2 separate regions of the Oryctolagus cuniculus genome follow, and region 2 is linked to region 1. The links are chromatin contacts, called in public Hi-C maps. All regions are on one chromosome and are shown on one strand. Each heading gives the region's core, a stretch centred on a gene start, on an enhancer-like site or on the middle of the called end of the contact. The rest is flanking DNA. Distances are from core to core; before and after follow the strand shown. Region 1 overlaps FGD6 (FYVE, RhoGEF and PH domain containing 6). Region 2 has its middle 26 kb from the start of MIR331.

The links. Hi-C and Micro-C count contacts between places; a contact is called where the count stands out from the background.
Region 2: a contact with region 1 is called in a Hi-C map of psoas muscle, with 14 times the contacts expected there. The contact joins two enhancer-like sites. A contact is called at or near these places in 3 of 6 Hi-C or Micro-C datasets (embryonic fibroblasts, psoas muscle and an unstated tissue).

Annotation. Positions count from the first base shown.
Region 1 is chr11:98,081,263-98,086,335 of mOryCun1.1, forward strand. All of the region lies in intron 8 of FGD6 (FYVE, RhoGEF and PH domain containing 6), which reads right to left. Among named protein-coding and RNA genes, the nearest start is that of NR2C1, 39 kb to the left of the region's middle. Within about 2 kb of position 2,304, at least 1 of the 8 cell types and tissues checked has an H3K27ac peak or open chromatin away from gene starts, as enhancers often do.
Region 2 is chr11:98,303,654-98,308,726 of mOryCun1.1, forward strand. No RefSeq gene overlaps it. Among named protein-coding and RNA genes, the nearest start is that of MIR331, 26 kb to the left of the region's middle. Within about 2 kb of position 2,093, at least 2 of the 8 cell types and tissues checked have an H3K27ac peak or open chromatin away from gene starts, as enhancers often do.

The DNA.
Region 1 (5,073 bases), core at 1,054-3,553:
TACCTTAATCTCTAGAGAGCAGACATACATCTAGTACAAAATTTTAGGGCATTAATGGATTGAACATCTAAGAGACAGACTCGCCAATCTAAAAGCCTACCAAAGCCCAGGACATTAACTCAATACATGTGGCAAGACCAGTGGTTTTCAAATAGGGGCAAATTTGTCCCCCACGGGACATCTGACAATGTCTGGAGACATTTTTGGTTTTCACTGCTGGGGGTAAGGGTATGCTACTGGTATTTGGTTGTTAGAGGTTGGGGATGCTTCTAACCAGTCTACGAGACATAGTCCCACAACAAAGAATTATTTGGGTCAGTGTCAATATGGCTAAAGTTGAGAAACTTTGGACAAGATCATGGTCTGTAAACAAGCAGTGTATACACAGGGGTTCTTATAATATGAAAAATAAATGGAGGCAACAGGCTATATTTAATAAGTCTTTAACACCAAGAAATGCCACAGACATTCAAGGCAAAACTTCTTTATGTGTTGAGAAATGTTGGGTAGCTTGCTGTTAACTATCAAACTAACACAAATTTCTTTCCCTGGATTAACAGTTTCCCACCACATGGTCCCTTTTGACTTCTGGTTTTCTCTTTTGCTACTAACACAGGCCCTTTGTTCTTGCCAAAATTCATGCACAATTCCTTCCACACTCCCAACATGTTACCTAGCTCCACACTTTTGTCTCTAATGCTCCCTTCTGAATGACTTTCTCCATTGCTATGTATAAAAATTCCACTCATATTGTTCTAGGCTCATCCCAAATTCCTCCTCCTCTATAAAGTGTTCCACTCGAAAGAACTAGTTTCTGCCTCTGAATAATTCATGACATGGCAGTTACTCACTTTACTGTCTATTATTCTATCATTTTATTTTCATGCACTTGGCCAACAGCTTTGCACACAGGAGATGATAAATACTTAATGAATTAAAATTTTTTTTTGTTTTTTAGACAGGACTGTGTCTTTGTTTAGTAAAAGGTTGAAACCAGTACTAATACCAGTAGGAACCAAGAAAACAGAAGGAGGAAAGGCATGTTCAAAGACTGAATGTATTTCTATCAGACTATCTTTATTTAGCAACATCGTAATTTCATCCCATGGATTTTATGAAGTCATGTTCAAAGACACAAAGGGAAACTTGAATATCAGTGCCAACTTTTTGATGTAATAGAGGACACACACACACACACACACACACGCACAACTGCCGAAACTTCTTGCATCTCTGACACCGTGATCCAGGAGCTTGTGTTGAGTCCAGACATGCACAGTGTAAATAGCCAGAACTGGCGATACACAGTGATGCTGTGTAGGGAGCTCCCCGCATGACAGCACAGTTTTTTATCTTGCCAGAGACCATCACTACCAATTTAGATCTTAAATTAATCTTAAGGCACAGGTTGGATAATATGATTCTAATCAAATCAGAAAACCACAAAAATGGTTGAATTCACTGATAATACATTACACTTAACCTTACTTGGAAATGAAAAAAACAAACTTTTTAAAAACTCTGACCATGCATTCCATATATAAGCCACATTTGGTAAGTCTAAATCTTTAGCAATTCTATGGCTGAGTGAAAGGGTTGGGGAGATATATCTGTCCTTATTTGAGGGCCTTGGTGTCTAAGCTACCTGTTAAATAAAAGTTATTTTCCATAAGCCCTCAGTTAGCTGAAGAACGTGGAAAGGAAAGCAAATTTATTTAAATACAGGATTCATGGCAAGTTCTCATGTTGTCTTCAATTCTTGTTGTTTTATACTGCAGTATATCCATGTAGACCAACATACTTCTCTAAACCCAGAGAGCTCCCTTAAAGATATCCGTATTAGGAAGTCTTGACCTCAGAATCATGTGCTGAGCTGGAGAAGCTTCTGAGTTGTATTTTCTTTGCTTGTACTCAAGCTCAACAACGCCCTGCCAGCCAGAACTCTTAAGAACATTAAAATACACAAACTGGCCAAGCAGAAAACCCACCACTAAGATGCTGTAACAACATGCTATTAATCAAGGGAGTAACGGAGTTAGGTTTGCCTTGTTAATTTTTTAAAAAATCTTAATGATCCCCAAAATTCAACTTTATAAGCCATCCATCCATTTATCTACCCATTTTTTGAGGGCATCTTGTTGTAATACTGTATATATTCTTTTGAGGGCTTTTATTTCTTGCAAAAAATATGGGACCATGATTGCCTTACGTAGTTATGAATCATCCAGTGCCTTAACTGTACGTAGCATGAGAGGACTATGACTGATCACACCCTGAGTCAGACAGGAGGGGCACTGAAACCACTGGCTCACCCACAGACTGCTGTCAGCAAGGTGAAACCCCAAGAAAGGAGACCAGACAGATATGCCTGCATTGCTCACGGGGAATTTATTTGCTACCTACTATTTAGGACCTAGAATCCTACAGAAACTTTTTTTATAACTTTTATAAAAGAATATGTCTAGTATTCTATGAATTCTCTCCTTCTGCCAAAACAAATTAAGCACTGTTAAGACATCACTAATAAAATTGCTTTAAACACTTTTTATTTTTGCAAGAAAAAAACCTGAAGATTGGTACAGTGTGTACAGGCACCACAAAATGTACTCTCTAGCCACCAGGTGGCATCATTGATTAATAAAATTTCATTAACTCCGGATCCTCAACATCACCCATTAGTAGCACAAAATTAACTGAAACACAACACAAGTAACCTTCCAGGGATATGCAGGTTTACTTTTCTTTTCCTCATATATATAAGGGCCAGGATGAAAGGATGAGGTCTCAGCAAATACTGTATCTTGTTAGAGATCTAAGTCTTCTATATAAGGGCTCCTAGACCCTTCCCACTTCTTGATTACCAAATCAACAAATCAACTTAAGCAAAAACCACTGAGAAGTACTATAGTTAACCCTACTAAAAATTAGTCACCTGTGGGCATCTGGGACTTGTTGCATTCAACCTCTGGCCAGATTCCTGCACTGTGTGCTAGAAAGTGCTGGGGCAGAGCCCAGAGGGACTGAGCATATAGGAGGGAGAGCATTCCCAAGTCAAGTGTTTTGAACTGGAAGACATGTCTTCCTTTGCATTGTTCAGGACCCGTCGTTGCTCCACAAGTACATAGTGAGATTCGCATCACGTCCAGAATTACGAAATCCTTAGAAAATACGTCGACAATATGCCTGTTTTACAGAGTTTCAGATTTTGAAAGAAACAACCTAAAATTAATCCTGACTTTGTCAAAGTCCAGATCATTTTAAATACCAAAACGGAGTTCTAAGTCACAACACTGACATCTTCAAGGTAGCTTGGTGAAATGGTCTTGAGCCCTTGCTTGAGAATCAGAAGATAGAAATCCTTACTCTCACTCCTCTATGTTTAGCCACAACATGGGACTTTGGTCAAGTTTTACAGCGTTTGGGGAGGAGGAGGAGGAGGAGGTTTGTTTGTTTTTGTTTCTCTCAACATCTTTACACATAAAATAAGCAAGCTGGACCACAGTGATCTTTATTCTAAGAATCATGAAACATATTTTGTTTAATTCTAAAAAGGATTAAGGAAAATTTGGAAAGTTCAGTAATAATGGAGAAAATGTAAATCATGAATAACCCTCCCCTGAAAAATGATTACAGGGGCATGTTTTAAAATAGTAGTTATCATGTCACTTGGGATGTCTGCACTCTACTTCAGAATAGCTGAGTTCTATTTAAAGCCCCATTCCTGACACCAGCTTCCTCCCAATGTGCACCATGAGAAATAGTAGGCAATGAGTTAAGTAGTTGGGTCCCTGCCATCAATGTGGGAGACATGGATTAAGTTCTCAGCTCCTGGCTTTGGCCTGGCCCAGCCCCGGCTATTGCAGGCATTTGGGGAGTCAATCAGCAGATGGGAGATCTTTGTGTCTGTCTCTCCACTTTTTCAAAGTTAAAAAAAAAAAAAAAAAAAAAAAAAAAAAAAAAAAAACTACAAATGCTTATCTGGGTTAATTTTAATAATATGTATGATTTTATAATCCATGTACAATATTCTAACCCATGCAGTTTTTTCTGTAGGAGTAGCTGAATAACACTTCATTGTAAGGATATATCATGTAGCACTTACAATAAATCATGTTATCGTTATTTAAAGATTTATTTATTTATTTGAAAGGCTGAGTTACAGAGAGACAGAGAAGCAGAGAGGTCTTCTATCTGCTGGATTACTTCCCAAATGGCTGCAAAGGCAGGGGCTGGGCCAGGCTGAAGCCAAGAGCCAAGAGCTTCATTGGGGTCTCCCATGTGGGTGCAGGGGCCCAAGGACTTGGGCCATTTTCTGCAGTTTTCCCAGGCACATTATCAGGGAACTAGATCAGCAGTGGAGAAGCCAGGACATGAGCCAGCACCCATATTATATGCCGGCACTGTAGGTTGTGGCTTTAACCTGCTACGCCATAGCACCAGCTTGTACTGTAATATTTTGTTTTTATTATGCAAAATATTTAAAAGGTGCCAATTTTTATGACTGCTTTATTTTTCTGAGCCTAGAAAACTACCCTTTCTCCTCCCCTGAGCCGCAGAATTTTAACAGCCAATTTAATTTTTCTCCTTTTTTTGATTCATTAAAAAATGTAATTCATTTGACAGACACAGAGACAATGCTCCAATCTGCTGGTTCGTTTGCCAAATGTTTGCAACACATGGGGCTGGCTTAGTGTTGAAGTTAAGAGCTGGGAACTCAGTCCAGGTCTCTGACATGGGTGGCAGGAACCCAATTATACAAACCATCACCGCTGCCTCTCAGGGTCTACATTAGCAGGAAGCTGGAGTCAGCAGCTGGAGCTAAGAATAGAACCTAGGTACTCCGATATGAGATGTGGGTGTCTTAACTGCTAAACACCTACCCTTGGTTTTCTCTTAAGTTTATCTATTAATTTTATTTGTTTGAAAAGCAGAGAGAAAAAGTGAGCAAGAAAGTCCATGTGCTGGTTCACTTCCCAAATGCCTATGATAGCCAGGGCTAGGCCAGGCTGAGGCCAAGGAGCTAGGAACTCCATTTGGGTCTTCCACGTCAGTGTCAGGGACCCAAGTGCTTAA
Region 2 (5,073 bases), core at 843-3,342, 220 kb after region 1:
TACAGAGGTTTTTCCTTACTTTAAACGCATTTAGGTTTCTTCTGCTAACTCCTGCATCCATCCTAGCTAGTGTCCCGTTTTTAAGAATGCTGAAGGCCTCTGCTGTTTTTCTGAGGCTAAGCACTTGACAATTAAGTAGAAAAGGTGGGGCTGGCACTGTGGTGTAGTAGGCTGTCTGCCTGTGGCACCATCATCCCATACCAGCGCCGGTTCAAGTCCCGGCTGCTCCACTTCCCATCCAGCTCTCTTCCATGGCCTGGTAAAGCAGTAGAAGATAGCCCAAGTCCTTGGGCCCCTGCACCCATGTGGGAAAACCTGGAAGAAGCTCCTGGCTCCTGGCTTCGGATCAGCGCAGCTCCGGCCATTGCAGCCTTCTGGGGAGTGAACCAGTGGATGGAAGACTTCTCTCTCTCTCTCTGTGTTTCTGCCTCTCTGTAACTCTGCCTTTCAAATAAATAAATAAATCTTTTTAAAAATAGCAATATCTAGCAATAAATGCTGTATTAAATAATAAATCGTGGTATAGCCTTATAATGGAATATCAGTCAGCCACAGAAATGATGTTTCTGTAAGAGAAGGTAGTAACAGGGTTCGGAGGGCAGAGACGGACTCCGGACTTCAAGCTCAAGGGCTTCAGATTGTGGCCTCTGCTGCCCTTCTGTGTTGCTAAACATCTGTGAGAGTCTCAGGGAGAGAAGGCCTGGGCCGCGGGCAGCCGACCCATCTCTGTTCCTAGCCCTGACTTGAGGTTCTTGGACGTCAAGTGGAAACGCCCTGAGAAAACACTGCCGATGGAATGAGAACAGCAAACGCCTTTGTTATTCGTCGTTTCTCAAGTATAAAACCCTTGTATTAAAAACCCAAATCCTTTATTATATCAAGTGAAATAAAATACACATGTGCTAATGTGGCACATATAAGATTGGGCCAAATAAGATCAAATAGAACAAAAGAGAAAGAGAAATTTATTAAGTAATAAAATTTAAGCATTAAGAGCTGTAGTTTTTTAAATTGATAATTCTATTTTAGTCTTCCAACCTGATCAAAAAGAATGTGGGGGTGGGGCAGGTTAAGACACCACGTGTGATGCTGGCGTCCCATATGAGCGCCATTTCAAGTCCCAGCTGCTCTGCATACGAACCTGCTAATGTGCCTGGGAAAGCAGAAGAAGATGGTGCAAGTCCTTGGGTCCCTGCACCTGCATGGGAGACCGGGCTGAAGCTTCAAGCTCCCAGCTTTGGTCTGGTCCTGCTCTGGCTGTTGCAGCCATTTGGGGAGTGAACCAGCAGTTGGAAGACCTCTCTCTATATATATTACCTTGCACTTAAATAAATCTTTTTTTAAAAAGTCCCACATTAACAAAACTTTATTGCTTACAAAGCACTGTAATGGAAGTCACAGTGTTTTCTGTCTGGTGGGAGGTGGAAGAGAACAAAATCTAGCCCAAACCAATCCTATCAGTGCCTCCTGAAGCCAACTGTGAACCCCTTTTCTGTCTTGTTCCCTTCCAACAGGGACGCATCTGGTGCGATCATTCTCTCTCCTCTACTGCGGCCTCCTAACACAGCCCCCAGCACGTGGAATCCTGCCTGCGTTTTTCTTCCTGCCTGCTTCTCCCTCCTTGTCCCTCAAGTCAGAACTGCTAAAATACTGCCAAACTGTGGCCTGGCAATTTGGAAACAATAGTCCACAATGGCAATCTGAGCCCTTGTCAGAGCCTTGGCCAAGGCATTTGCCTTACGCTAACCCATTTGTCTAAGAATGAGCACATGGGTTAAAGCATTGTTCCGTGCCGGTGAGGTTGAATAAACAGCTGAAATGATTTTGCAGCTGAGCTTTTGCAAGCTTTTTGGTGTCGCTAGATTATCAGAGAAACGCAGGTGCATTTCTTATAGATAATGCCATCCACTCTCCATAGTGCTTTGCCTAAAGAAACCTCAGCCGTAACAGCTACAGAGCAGTTCTTCACTGTGCGTTTTCCCTCGAAAGATAAAGAAAACAGCCATTCTGCCTGGCTCTGGGAAGGAGAGTGGGCAGTCCCCACGGCCCTCCCAACACCATCTGGCTGCCGTCTTTCCTTTTAGGGACCTGCAGCTTTCTGGCCCAGAGACAAGGAGCAATTATTTCAGGCAGATCAACACTGTCACCCAGTGGACAGACAGCAGGGCAGGCCGAGGCCCTGGCCTTGCTCGTGGCCTGGCAGATGGATCATGACAGCCGGTATTTGAAAATCACCAGTTTTAGGTGATCATGAATACTTGTTAATAGTCCCTGACATGGAACTGGGACATCCTCAGCTGGCAAACCTTTGATTTGGATGACACAGGTGAGTGCTACTAAGGGAGAACGTATGTCTCCATTGAACTAACGCTTTTTATTTTATTTTTGTGAAAACCACCAGTAAATCTCCAGGGAGCTCAGGCTGCAATTCAGCCGAGCACCTCAGCCAAGACTCCCAGGAGCCTACAGGCTTGCGGGAGCGGGGTGATAGTTGGTCACTGGCCAGGTCGTGTGGGAAGACTCCCCGAGCACAGAAGAAGACCCATTCTTCATTGTTCATGGCGACAGTGGTGTGCATTTGGACACCTGAAAACAGAGTTCTTTTTGGAGGGGGGATTGACACCTGGGGAAGCAACTCACTTCACAATAGTGAAATCACTGTGTGAACTACTCTTGCCTTATCTATTTTTTGTTTGTTTGAAAGTCAGGGTAAGAGAGAGAAAGATATTCCATCCACTGGGTCATTTCCCAAATACCCACAATAGTAAGGGCTGGGGCCAGGTTGAAGACAGGAACCCACAGCTCCATGGAGTCTCCCACATGGGGGCGGAGCCAGCCATTGCTCTTCCCATGTGCATCAGCATAGAGCTGGGTCAGAAGTGGAGAAGCTGGGACTCCAGTCGGGCACTCTAACATGAGATAGAGGCATTCTAAGGGGTAACTTCATCTGCAGCACCACAGCACCTGTCCCATTTTCTGTGCTTTATATATTAGGGACTTCAAAATCTCCTAGAAAAATGGAATGAGAAATAAGTTTATTTTGGCGCAAAAAAATTCTGAAATCAATACACAGCTTTTTCATAATGTGATTTTCCAGTAATTTTGGAAAAAATTATTTTACTTAGTTGAAAGGTAGAGTGACGGAAAAAATCATCACAAATAGATTGTCGGCTTGCTGGTTTCCTCCCCAAATGCCTACAGTTGCTGGGACTGGGCCAGGCTGCAGTTGGGAGCCAGAAGCTTCACCCGGGTCTCCCACACTAAGTAGCAGGCATCCAAGCAGCTGAGCCATCACCTGCTGCCTCCGGGGCGTGAAGCTAGGACTCAGGCCCAGGCACTCTGCTGCGGCACGCGGCAGCCCCAGGGAGTAGCCTAACCGGCTTGTACCATAACGCCCCTCCTCCAGGAGCTTGAAGACTTCTACATCTCAGAAGATGTACGGGATGAAGCCTCTGTCCCAGGGCATGCACACGGTGCCTCTCTCTGGTCTAAGACATTATTTGACCTTTGCCCCAGGTGGGCTTACTTTCCAGGTTGAGGTAAGAGGCTCCGTGCCTCCTTGACCGTTCGTGAAGTAGTTTCTTCCCCCCAGCTGGACGCATCCCGAGCTGACGCGTTTGTTGGGAATCACTTTCCGCTTCGGAAGCGTGTCTGTAGCAGTGCGGCTGAGACTTCACCTAACGGGAGCTCTTGCAGAGTTTTGAATTCAAAGTGGAGTTACATTTATAGTGAGAAAATCTGGAGTTGAATCCTGAAGCCACCACTTGCTAGCTTCTTGACCTTTAGGGGCTGAATCTAAGTCTCAATGTCTACCTCTATCATCAGAAATACTATGCAACTACTTCAGAAAACATGGAGGGAGTCCTGTTGTACAGCTGCAGAGTTAAGAGCTGGGCAGAGCCAGACTTGATGATGTCACCAGAGCCACAGGTCTCTCTTGACCATGTGGACTTCCTGATCTGAGGCAAAGTTCAAGAGCTTGTCCTTCGCAGTTCTCCATAGTCTTCTACAAACACAAGCATTGGCTGTTGAACATGCAAGGGGCTGAAAATCTGGCATCATCAAGAATCAGCAAAGGAAGCGGTGTTATGGTTAAGCCACCTTTGGAAAAGCAGCAAGTGCTTGGGCCCCTGCCACCCACATGGAGATCCACACGGAATTCCAGGCTCCTGGCCCAGCCCTGGCTGTTGCAGCTATTTGGAGAGTGGATGGAAGATCTTTTCCTCTGTCACTCTGCCTTTGAAGCAAATAAAATAAATCTTTAATTAAAAAAAGAAAAAAAAAACAAAAACAAAACATGGAGGGCCGGTGCCGTGGCTCATGTGGTTAATCCTCCGCCTGCGGCGGTGCCGAAATCCCATATGAGCACCGGGTTCTAGTCCCAGTTGCTCCTCTTCCAGTCCAGCTCTCTGCTGTGGCCCAGGAAGGCAGTGGAGGATGGCCCAAGTGCTTGGGCCCTGCACCCGCATGGGAGACCAGGAGGAAGCACCTGGCTCCTGGCTTCAGATCGGTGCAGCGCCGGCCATAGCAGCCATTTGGGGGGTGAACCAACGGAAGGAAGACCTTTCTCTCTCTCTCTCTCTCTCTCTCTCTCTCTCACTGTCAAATTAAAAAAAAAATTTAAAAAAAGAAATTAAAGAGTTACAGAAAGAACTGCAAAAGAAGGAATACATTAAAAAAAATGGAAAATGGAATTAAAAGATAAAGTTAGGGGCCCAGCATTGTGGCATAGTAGGTTAGGCTGCTGTTTAAGATATTGCATTCTCTATATGAGCAGTGGTTGGAGTCCCAGCTTCAGATCCAGCTCCTACTAATATACCTAGGAAGGCAATGGAAGATGGCCCAAGTACTTGCAGCCGTTTGGGGATGGATAATTCTCTCTCTCTCTTTCTCTCTCTCTCTCTCTCTCTCTCTCTCTCTCTCTCTCTCCCCCTCTCCACCCTGCCCCCTACCCCCTCTGTCTTTCAAATAAATACATATTTTTTTTTAAAAAAATAACAATATGTTTATTTTGGTGCTTTAAAAAACCCTTGAAATCCATGCCTGGCCAGTGCCGCGGTTCAATAGGCTAAT